Regions from separate parts of the Hordeum vulgare genome. Here regions 1 and 3 are each linked to region 2. A link is a contact called in public Hi-C data. All regions are on one chromosome and are shown on one strand. Each heading gives the region's core, a stretch centred on a gene start, on an enhancer-like site or on the middle of the called end of the contact. The rest is flanking DNA. Distances are from core to core; before and after follow the strand shown. Region 1 holds the start of LOC123395452 (transcription factor TB1-like). Region 2 holds the start of LOC123396558 (protein Brevis radix-like 1). Region 3 holds the start of LOC123396626 (phospholipid:diacylglycerol acyltransferase 1).

Region 1 (2,700 bases), core at 59-2,558, 340 kb after region 2:
GCCCTGCGCCGTCCGGATCTTGCTGTGCCGGTCCGTCCTGAACGGCCGCTTCCTCGCCCTCGCGTGTCCGGCGCCGGCGGCCTGCACTGCGCCAGTTCTTGGCCCGTTCCCCGGCGGCATGTCCGCCAGAGGAGGAGCCGGCGGACGCGGCCTGAGCACCGCCTCCAGCGTCTCGGAGTTGAACTGGTTGCCATGGCCCGGGAAGAAGTGGTCGTAGTGCTGAATCTGATGGTCCTGATGCGCGGGAGGCGCCATGGAGAAGCTGCTGGCAGGGTTTGGCGTCTGCGCGGGCGGTTCTCGGGAGATCCAGAAACCGTGAGGGTTAGGGTGGTAAGGCAACATTGGCGAGTGCAGTAGCTAGTAGCTGCCTGCACTTGAGTACAATATATCTTCCTACAGCAAGATCTACTTCTTGATCTAACACTACAGTTGCTTCTACTCCTAGTTGGTTGAGGACTCTCTTCTTCCTCTTTCACATGAGAAGTATGAGATCGACTATATTGGAAGTGACTAGGTACGAACGATGGTGATATAAGCTCAGCTCAGCATGGTGCCCAACTCTCCATCCCCACTAGCTCCCATTGATGTACATGCGCTGATGTGCATCGATCTATCAACCGGCTTAATGGGAAGGCCAGCAGCCAGAGAGGGGAAAGAAGGGAGGGCAAAGGTTGGGGATGGAGAAAGGGGTCTACAGGAAGCTGAAAGATGGGAGTGGTGAGCTAGGCAGCTAGGTATTTATTAGTGGAGCTAGCATATAGGGTGTGGGTGTGGGTGCGATGTGTACGCGCGCGTTTTGTTTGTTTTTTATCAGTGATTTTGCTGCATGCTATGCTAGCTAGGTCACAGAGGGCAGTGAGGGCATTTGAGTTTCGAGCAATGGCGCCCGTCGCTGTGGGTGGTGGCGCGCTGTCTGGCCATCGACGACTGTTGCGTCACTACTGCGCGTGTATGCGCAGGGCGGCAGCCTGGGCTACGCATAGGTCGAGCTCGACCCGTAGGTAGGTAGGTCCGTAGCTGTCTGATGTTGGTGTGCGTAGTTAGGAGAGTTCGCGAGGGAATGATGAAGGCATTATTGCGGTCGATCGAGGGCTACAGTACTGTACTGTAGGGACACGTGGGAATGCAGGCGTTTATGTGACATATAAATCTATGTGGTCTCTCCATAGACAGTGTGCATGTACGTATGATTTTGTAGTACAAAGAACTCATATGTCATCATAAGTTAATAATTTGACAAGCTAGCTCCACAATTGTGCATAGGTATACCACACTAGTAGGAAAGAGGGCTTTGGTCCAGGGTCTGCAATCCCACTAGTCCCGGTTCATTCATGAACCGGGACCTATGATATAATTGGTCCCGGTTCGTGAGGCCAGGGCGCCAGCCGGGCATCGTGGGCCATTAGTCCCGGTTCGTGTCAACCCTTTGGTCCCGGTCCCAGACATGAACCGGGACCAATAGGCAGCGACCGTTCGTAACCCCATTAATCTCGGTTGGTGAATCAAACTGGGACCAGGTGGACCGTTCGTATCCCCTTTAGTCCCGGTTAGTAGATCAAACCGGGACGAAGTGGTGGTGGCAGCCGTTAGTATCGCCCTTTAGTCCCAGTTGGTGGCTCAAACTGGGACTAAAGGCCCAAACGGTTTGCCTCCCGCTTCGTTTCCAGCGATGAAAAGCACAACCGAAGCAGAGTCTATCGCCATTTCTCTGCTCTTCTCCTCTCTCGCTCTCCTCTCTTCTTCCCCTCTCTTCTTCCCTTCTCTTCTTCCACCATGCCAACTCACTACGGAGAGGTGCTCGCACATGGCAAGACCAAGCTGGATGTTGTGTACACGAACAACAGCAGGGAGATGTCGCATTTTCTTAGACAATTGAAGGGATGGCTTGACGCCGCGCTGGAGCATGAGAAGTTCTGGGGCTTGATCTGGAGTACACGGCCGGTCAACGAGGTGTTGCCGTCATCCAACTATGTTTCAAACTCCATGTCTTGATCTTTCAATGAGCGAGGTATGTTTTGAGGCTTTCTTTGATCCAAGGTTATGAAACATGCATATATATAGTTATTTCTTTAGGTTCCATTAGATAGCAATATGCAGTTTCTATATATGTTCCATTGGATAGTTAATTGAGGGTTTCTTGATCAATTCATAGGATATGAAAACAACATAGGATCGATAGCAATATGTTCCATTTTGGAATCCTATAAAGATCAATTTCTCTTTAGTTGTAGTGAAACAATTTTATGCGGCGTTCTTTGATCCAAGGTTATGAAAATTCTTACTTAAATAGTTACTTGCACAAGGCCAATGCTCGCTACGGAGAAAATGTGAGTTATCCTGAACCAGCGTTGACCGGGTGGAGTATCTGTGCATGTCGCGGGACAAGGCCGTTGATGGAAAAACGATTGATAATTGAGGGTAGGGTTCTTGACACTAGTAGAAAACATGGTTTTGGTTCAGGTGAAATAAGAGGTTTAATCCTAGTTTTGTTACGAACCGGGATTAATGGGTGCATCAGTCCCGGTTCATGAGGCGAGGACGCCGGCCAGGCCAGGGTCCCGATTCGCCTAACCCCTTTGGTCCCGGTTTTAGACACGAACCGGGGCCAATGGTCCTCGCTTCTGGCGCAGAACCTTTAGTCCCGGTTGGTGGATGGAACCGGGACTAAAGGTCAGTCTTCTATCCCGGTTCTAGCCATCA
Region 2 (2,745 bases), core at 245-2,744:
TTACCGACGGAAGCTAACTAACTAATGTAGTCAGTCCTATCCTATTTTGTTAAGAAATCAACCCGTCCATTGTTAATTCCACCATGATGAGAAATTGAGCGGAACAAGTAAAGCAAAACAAAGAGGTTACGTGAATTGATCAATGGATTGTTATCTTATTTCACTTATGGATAGAGAATGTGGGATCAGATGACAAACTGAATGGGGTGTTCCATTCTCTGTCTCTACAACAATGCAATCTTACATTCAATACATTCATTCATCACCAAACAAATCACCACAAAACAAAAATTCTTGCTGGTGCTTGGCACACGGTTGGATGCATGGGGAGGGGATCTCACCAGATGATGAGTTCCTGCCGGAGGAGGGGATACGATGAGGGGAGCAAGGGTTAGGCGCCTCTATCTGGCCAAATGAAATCACCGTTGCCGCGCCATAACCTCGGAGTTCCCCGTGTGAGCCATGGAGGCCCACCTCCACCTGCAAGTACTTCGCTCCACCGCGCCTTATCCGCGCGCCGCCGCCGTTCTGCATCGAGGAGACACATCATCCCGAGTCACTGTAGCTGTCGCGTTGATTTGATCCAGAAGCTGTGCTCGAGCGCCGAAACGGGGGCAGCAAGCGGGAAGAGATATGACCGCGGAGGCGGGTGGGTTGAGATCGACAGCAGTGGTGGTTGAGGTCGGCCGCGGCGGTGAGTGGTGTGGCAGCGACCTGGGCACAGGCCAGGGTGGACCAGGGTCGACGCGATGCGCTCGAGAGTCGCAACGGAGGCAGTGAGCGGGGAGAGGTACGGCCGCGGAGGCGGGTGGATTGAGATCGGCAGCGGTGGCGGTTGAGGTCGGCCGCGGCGACGAGTGGTGTGGCGGTGGCCTGGGCACAGGCCAGGGTGGCCCAGGGTCAACGGGAGGAGGCGATGCGTACGGGTATAATTTTTGCAGCGAATCGTTTTTTCATTTTGCGTTGCAGATAAATGATGGAGCGCGGTTTGAATAACAAAAATTACATGAACTTTTTTATAAAAATGCTGTGGTGGGTTTTCCGAGGAAAGCAATAGCCACTTTATTACTCCCTCCGTCCGGAAATACTTGTTCTAGAAATAGATGAATCTAGACTTATTTTAGTTATAGATACATTCATTATATTCATTTTTAGGACAAGTATTTCCGGACGGAGGGAGTATTAGGTATAGATTATGTTATTAAAATGTATTCGTTTTTTTATTTTTTATTTTTGCAATGCGAAGAATTTGTGATACGGCCGCGCGTTTGATGCATGTCTAGCATTGAAGTTGGCCTCACTCTCCCTCTCCGCTGGCAATGGCAGTGGCAAGTAGTACTACTCCTGCCAGTGGCCACACGGCCGCGGCCCCTCGGGGGCCCGCGACCCACCAGCGGCGTGTCAGGGAAGCTTTACATTGATGGGTCCGTCGATCCAGTCGAGCCCGTGGAGTCGGGCAGGCAGCCGCTCCATAAATTAAATCCCACTTGGCTCGTGCCGCCCGCAGTGCGGCTGCTGCCATTAACCCGCGATATACTATAATCCGGCCATTAATGCCCTTAACTCGAGCTCGAGATCGGAGGCGACGAGGGGCGTGCGCGCGCGCGCGTGTGTACTACCTCGCCACGTCCTGGTCCGTGTCGCCGTCCGTGCGCTACGTGCCGCCCCACCATTTAAGGCCGCGCGCCGCTCCCGGTCTCGCTTTCCGGGGCGGGAGGGTCTGTCTCTGTCTGTCGGTCAGAGGCGCGTGCTCGCCGGCGGCGGGATGCTCACGTGCATCGCCTGCTCCAGGCAGCTCGGCGGCGGCGGTGTGCCGCCGCTCCACGAGCCGCCGGAGGACGAGGACGTCATCGATGCCGGACTGGGCGTGGGGGGCGCTGCCACGCCCAGCACCCGGCAGGCCATCAAGGCGCTCACGGCGCAGGTGGGCTCTCGGGACTGCGCTTCCTCTCTCTTGCGACTGGAGTCCTGCTTGAGAAAATGTCGATTTTTTGTTTTGTTTTGTTTCTCTTGCTCTGTTCATCGGAAGGGGACGACGAGTTTTTTAATCCGTCTGAATCTGTCTGCAAGTCACGGCCTTTTAGGTCTTGGAATCTTGTCTCGAGGTCGTAATCATCAGATCGGGTGGGACTGAATTGACGGGGGATTTTCTTGGGTTCAGATCAAGGACATGGCGCTCAAGGCGTCGGGCGCGTACCGGCACTGCAAGCCCTGCGCCGGCTCCTCCGCGGGGGCCTCGGGGCGGCACCACCCGTACCACCACCGCGGCGGCAGCGGCTTCCGAGGCTCCGACGCTGCCTCGGGTTCCGACCGCTTCCACTACGCGTACCGGCGCGCCGCGGGCGGCGGCTCCAGCGGGGACGCCACGCCGTCCATGAGCGCGCGCACCGACTTCCCCGTCGGCGACGAGGAGGAGGAAGAGGAGGAGGACGGGATGTCATCTGGCGGCGGCGGCGGCGGCGGCAAGGAAGACAACGCCAAGGAGTGGGTGGCGCAGGTTGAGCCCGGCGTCCTCATCACGTTCGTCTCGCTGCCGCAAGGTGGCAACGACCTCAAACGCATCCGATTCAGGTGTGTGCTCTTACGCGATTGCGCCTGCATTACTCTGATTGTTGGCTGGAAAATATCTTGGTGGCCACATTTTCAGAAAATGTGATTGGAATTTTGAGATCCTCCTGCATATGAATAGATTTTTGTGTGTGTTAAATTTGGTAAAAAAACGCAGATAGATGAAGCGCAGTGTGT
Region 3 (2,768 bases), core at 25-2,524, 260 kb before region 2:
CGCTAGCAACAAAAACCAGCATTTCAAGGCAGCTCAAAGTGATTGTCACACCCAACATGTCATGTGAATACCCTAATAAGTACTTACGCAGTTAAACAGTACAAAACTAGCTTAAGAAACACAGTTAATCCTTCCATGGCACCTAAATCCTAGTTCTTGTCTGAGCGCCTTGCCACTGAAGAACAATACGCCCTAACCCAGACTTCAGAAGATCTGGAACAAACCTCTAGTCCTACAACTGAGATACATCAGTAAGATAAAAAAAATATAAAATATCTGCAGAAAGGGCGTTGGAGAACATGAGGGATTGACAGCCTATGGGAATCAGACTACTGTCCTGAAGTCCTAACTCTGCCAAAACAATTCCCAAAAGCTCGGCAAACAACAAAGCAAACCAAAAAGAATAACATGGGACTCGATCTATTAAAGGATCCTAGCGTAGATTACTAAAGCCGCCCTAACGAGTAACGACCAAACAAAGCAGACACTTAACGGACACGGGACGGATGCGAATGCAACACCTAACAGGTAAAGAAAGCGACCTCTTGTACACGTCGCCGAATGTGCCGCCCCAGAGGCGCTTCCGGAAGAGCCCCTCGGCGCAGTGGTGGCCCTCCCAGAGCTCGAGGCCTCCCGTGACGATCCCCGGCACGAAGATGACGGGGTGCTTGGCCTGCAGCCCCTCCTTCTGCAGCTTGACCCCGGGCGGGTCCGGTAGCGGGCCGGTGATGGCCTCCGTGACGTACTGCGGGAAGGAGGCCGGCATGGCGTTGTAGAGGAAGAGCAGCAGCCACCAGGAGGAGCAGACGCAGCCCACGAGCCAGCAGCAGCTGTCGACGCACGACCACTTGGCCTTGGCCCGCCTCCCGGCCTCCTTGGACGGCGGCCCGGAGGCGGACGAGGACGGCTGCTCCTCCGCCGGCTTCTTCCCATTGCCCTTGTCCTTGTCCTTGTCGTCGTGGTCGGAGCCATTGCTGTCGTCGCCCGGCGAGGGCGGCGGCGGCTGCTGCTGCTTCCGCCTCCGGAGGAGCGACATGGCGCGCGCGGGCGGGCGGGCGAATGGGATCGGCGGGCGGGGCGGGGCTACCTGCGCGGGCGCACTCGCATCGCCGGCGGCGGCCCGCGAAACCCTAGGCGCCGGCCGGGCCCAAGGAGGCGGAGGGAGCGAGGTCGGGAGGTGCGGGGGCGGGGCGGGGGCGGGGGCGTGGCGGGGCTAGCGTTTGTGAGGTCGGGAGAGAGGGAGGAGGCTCGAGGCCGTAGGCGACCGTCGCACCGCACCGGAGCGATCGCTCGCTCCCCTGCGCCCGATGTACGTGCGCCGAGCTGGCCACGGGTGGCTGCCAGCCTGGGCCCGGTGGCACGGGACGGGTCTGTGGTTCTGGTTCGTGAAGACGCGGTGCGGGTGCGGGTGAGAGGTGGTGGGGGCGGAGCTCTCCTGCCTCTATTGATTGGAACCCGTGTGGGGCCCAGGGGTAGCGGTCAAGGACGGTGAAGTGGGGCCGGCGTAGCTTGCAGATAGTAATGGCGATCCAGCCAGAGCACAACCTCGCCAAAACGTGATTTTTCTTTGGTTTTTTTACGGTGGTTGGCACGGTTTTTCCATTACTGTTGCAGGTGCAGAGCACGATCCATTCTTCTCATGCAATAATGGACTTAAAATAATTTAAATTCCTATTCTCATGCAATAATGCACTTAAAATAATTTGAATTCCTTTGAATATACTCCTCCGTCCAGAATTAAACGTCGCTGACCTTTGAATATACTCCTCCGTCCATAATTAGTCATTGTTGAAATAAGTGTCCAGTCTGTATATGCACTCGTTTCACCAACGGTTAATTTTATATGAAGTATTTATTAAATATATTTTTATAAAAAATAAGTATTTAGATCACTATTTTAATGATCTAAACATTCTTATATTTCTTTATTTATGAAGGGAGTACTTATGAAACTTTTTAGGGGCCCACTACCGAGCGGCGCCGCACACAGGTCTTCCCGTGCGGCGGCCAGGTTGCCAGCCTGGCAACCAAAACAACCCACACCTGCCCGCAGCCCCACCATTTCCCTCTTTTTTCTGCCTGAAGCCCCCACCAGCACCATAAATATCTACCTCTCCCCCACCACCAATCCCAAACCCATCTCATATCCCCTACCCCCCACCCCCCACCGTGATCTCTTCCCCCCCTGTCTTCTTCCTCCCTCCACAAAAGCCCACTGGCATGAACATACCAGCAAGAAACAAAATACCAACAGAAAAAAAGCATCAAGAAAAGAGACAATTTCAGGAGTTGTCCAAGTGATCCAAGGCAGTAAAAAATTACAGGTATGCAACTGCTCCATCTAAATTCTGGAGTTTCCCACAAATATGAATCTGCTTACAGAAAAGGACTACAAAAACAGCACCCTCAGATCTGTTGTTTTCCCTCAGATCTCTTGTTTTCTCCAACTCAAAAAGGCAAACCCTCTCTCTTTTTCTTGGCCCCTTCAGATATCCACCTCTCTTTCTCCCTCTGGATCTTCATCTTCTGATCTCAAATCACCCATTACAGAAACAAAGAAGTCAGAAAAAACACACTGATAAAAAATGTCTCCATGTGACACAAAAACATGCAGGAAGAGCAAGATCTTCACAAAAAAGAAAACAAACAAGGGGGCATCACTCATATATAGATGGATTCTCACTTTGTGACTGCTCATGACACAGGTTTGTCCCCTCCCTCCCTGTAGTTTCCAAATTAGTTGTGTTTTTTGTAGTGTTTTTGCTGCT

What was found. Hi-C and Micro-C count contacts between places; a contact is called where the count stands out from the background.
Region 1: a contact with region 2 is called in a Hi-C map of seedling, with 2.3 times the contacts expected there. The contact joins the promoter of LOC123395452 here to the promoter of LOC123396558 in region 2. A contact is called at or near these places in 1 of 6 Hi-C or Micro-C datasets (seedling) and 1 of 1 datasets of contacts at active chromatin or transcription factors (embryo).
Region 3: a contact with region 2 is called in a Hi-C map of seedling, with 4 times the contacts expected there. The contact joins the promoter of LOC123396626 here to the promoter of LOC123396558 in region 2. A contact is called at or near these places in 4 of 6 Hi-C or Micro-C datasets (leaf and seedling) and 1 of 1 datasets of contacts at active chromatin or transcription factors (embryo).

The regions. Positions count from the first base shown.
Region 1 is chr5H:428,054,784-428,057,483 of MorexV3_pseudomolecules_assembly, reverse strand. LOC123395452 (transcription factor TB1-like) reads right to left here and starts at 1,308. Exons shown (of 1, transcript XM_045090455.1): 1 at 1-1,308. The coding sequence starts at 342.
Region 2 is chr5H:428,391,946-428,394,690 of MorexV3_pseudomolecules_assembly, reverse strand. It overlaps LOC123396558 (protein Brevis radix-like 1), which reads left to right and starts at 1,494. Exons shown (of 5, transcript XM_045091463.1): 1 at 1,494-1,924; 2 at 2,162-2,571. The coding sequence starts at 1,766.
Region 3 is chr5H:428,656,049-428,658,816 of MorexV3_pseudomolecules_assembly, reverse strand. LOC123396626 (phospholipid:diacylglycerol acyltransferase 1) reads right to left here and starts at 1,274. Exons shown (of 6, transcript XM_045091511.1): 1 at 543-1,274. The coding sequence starts at 1,036.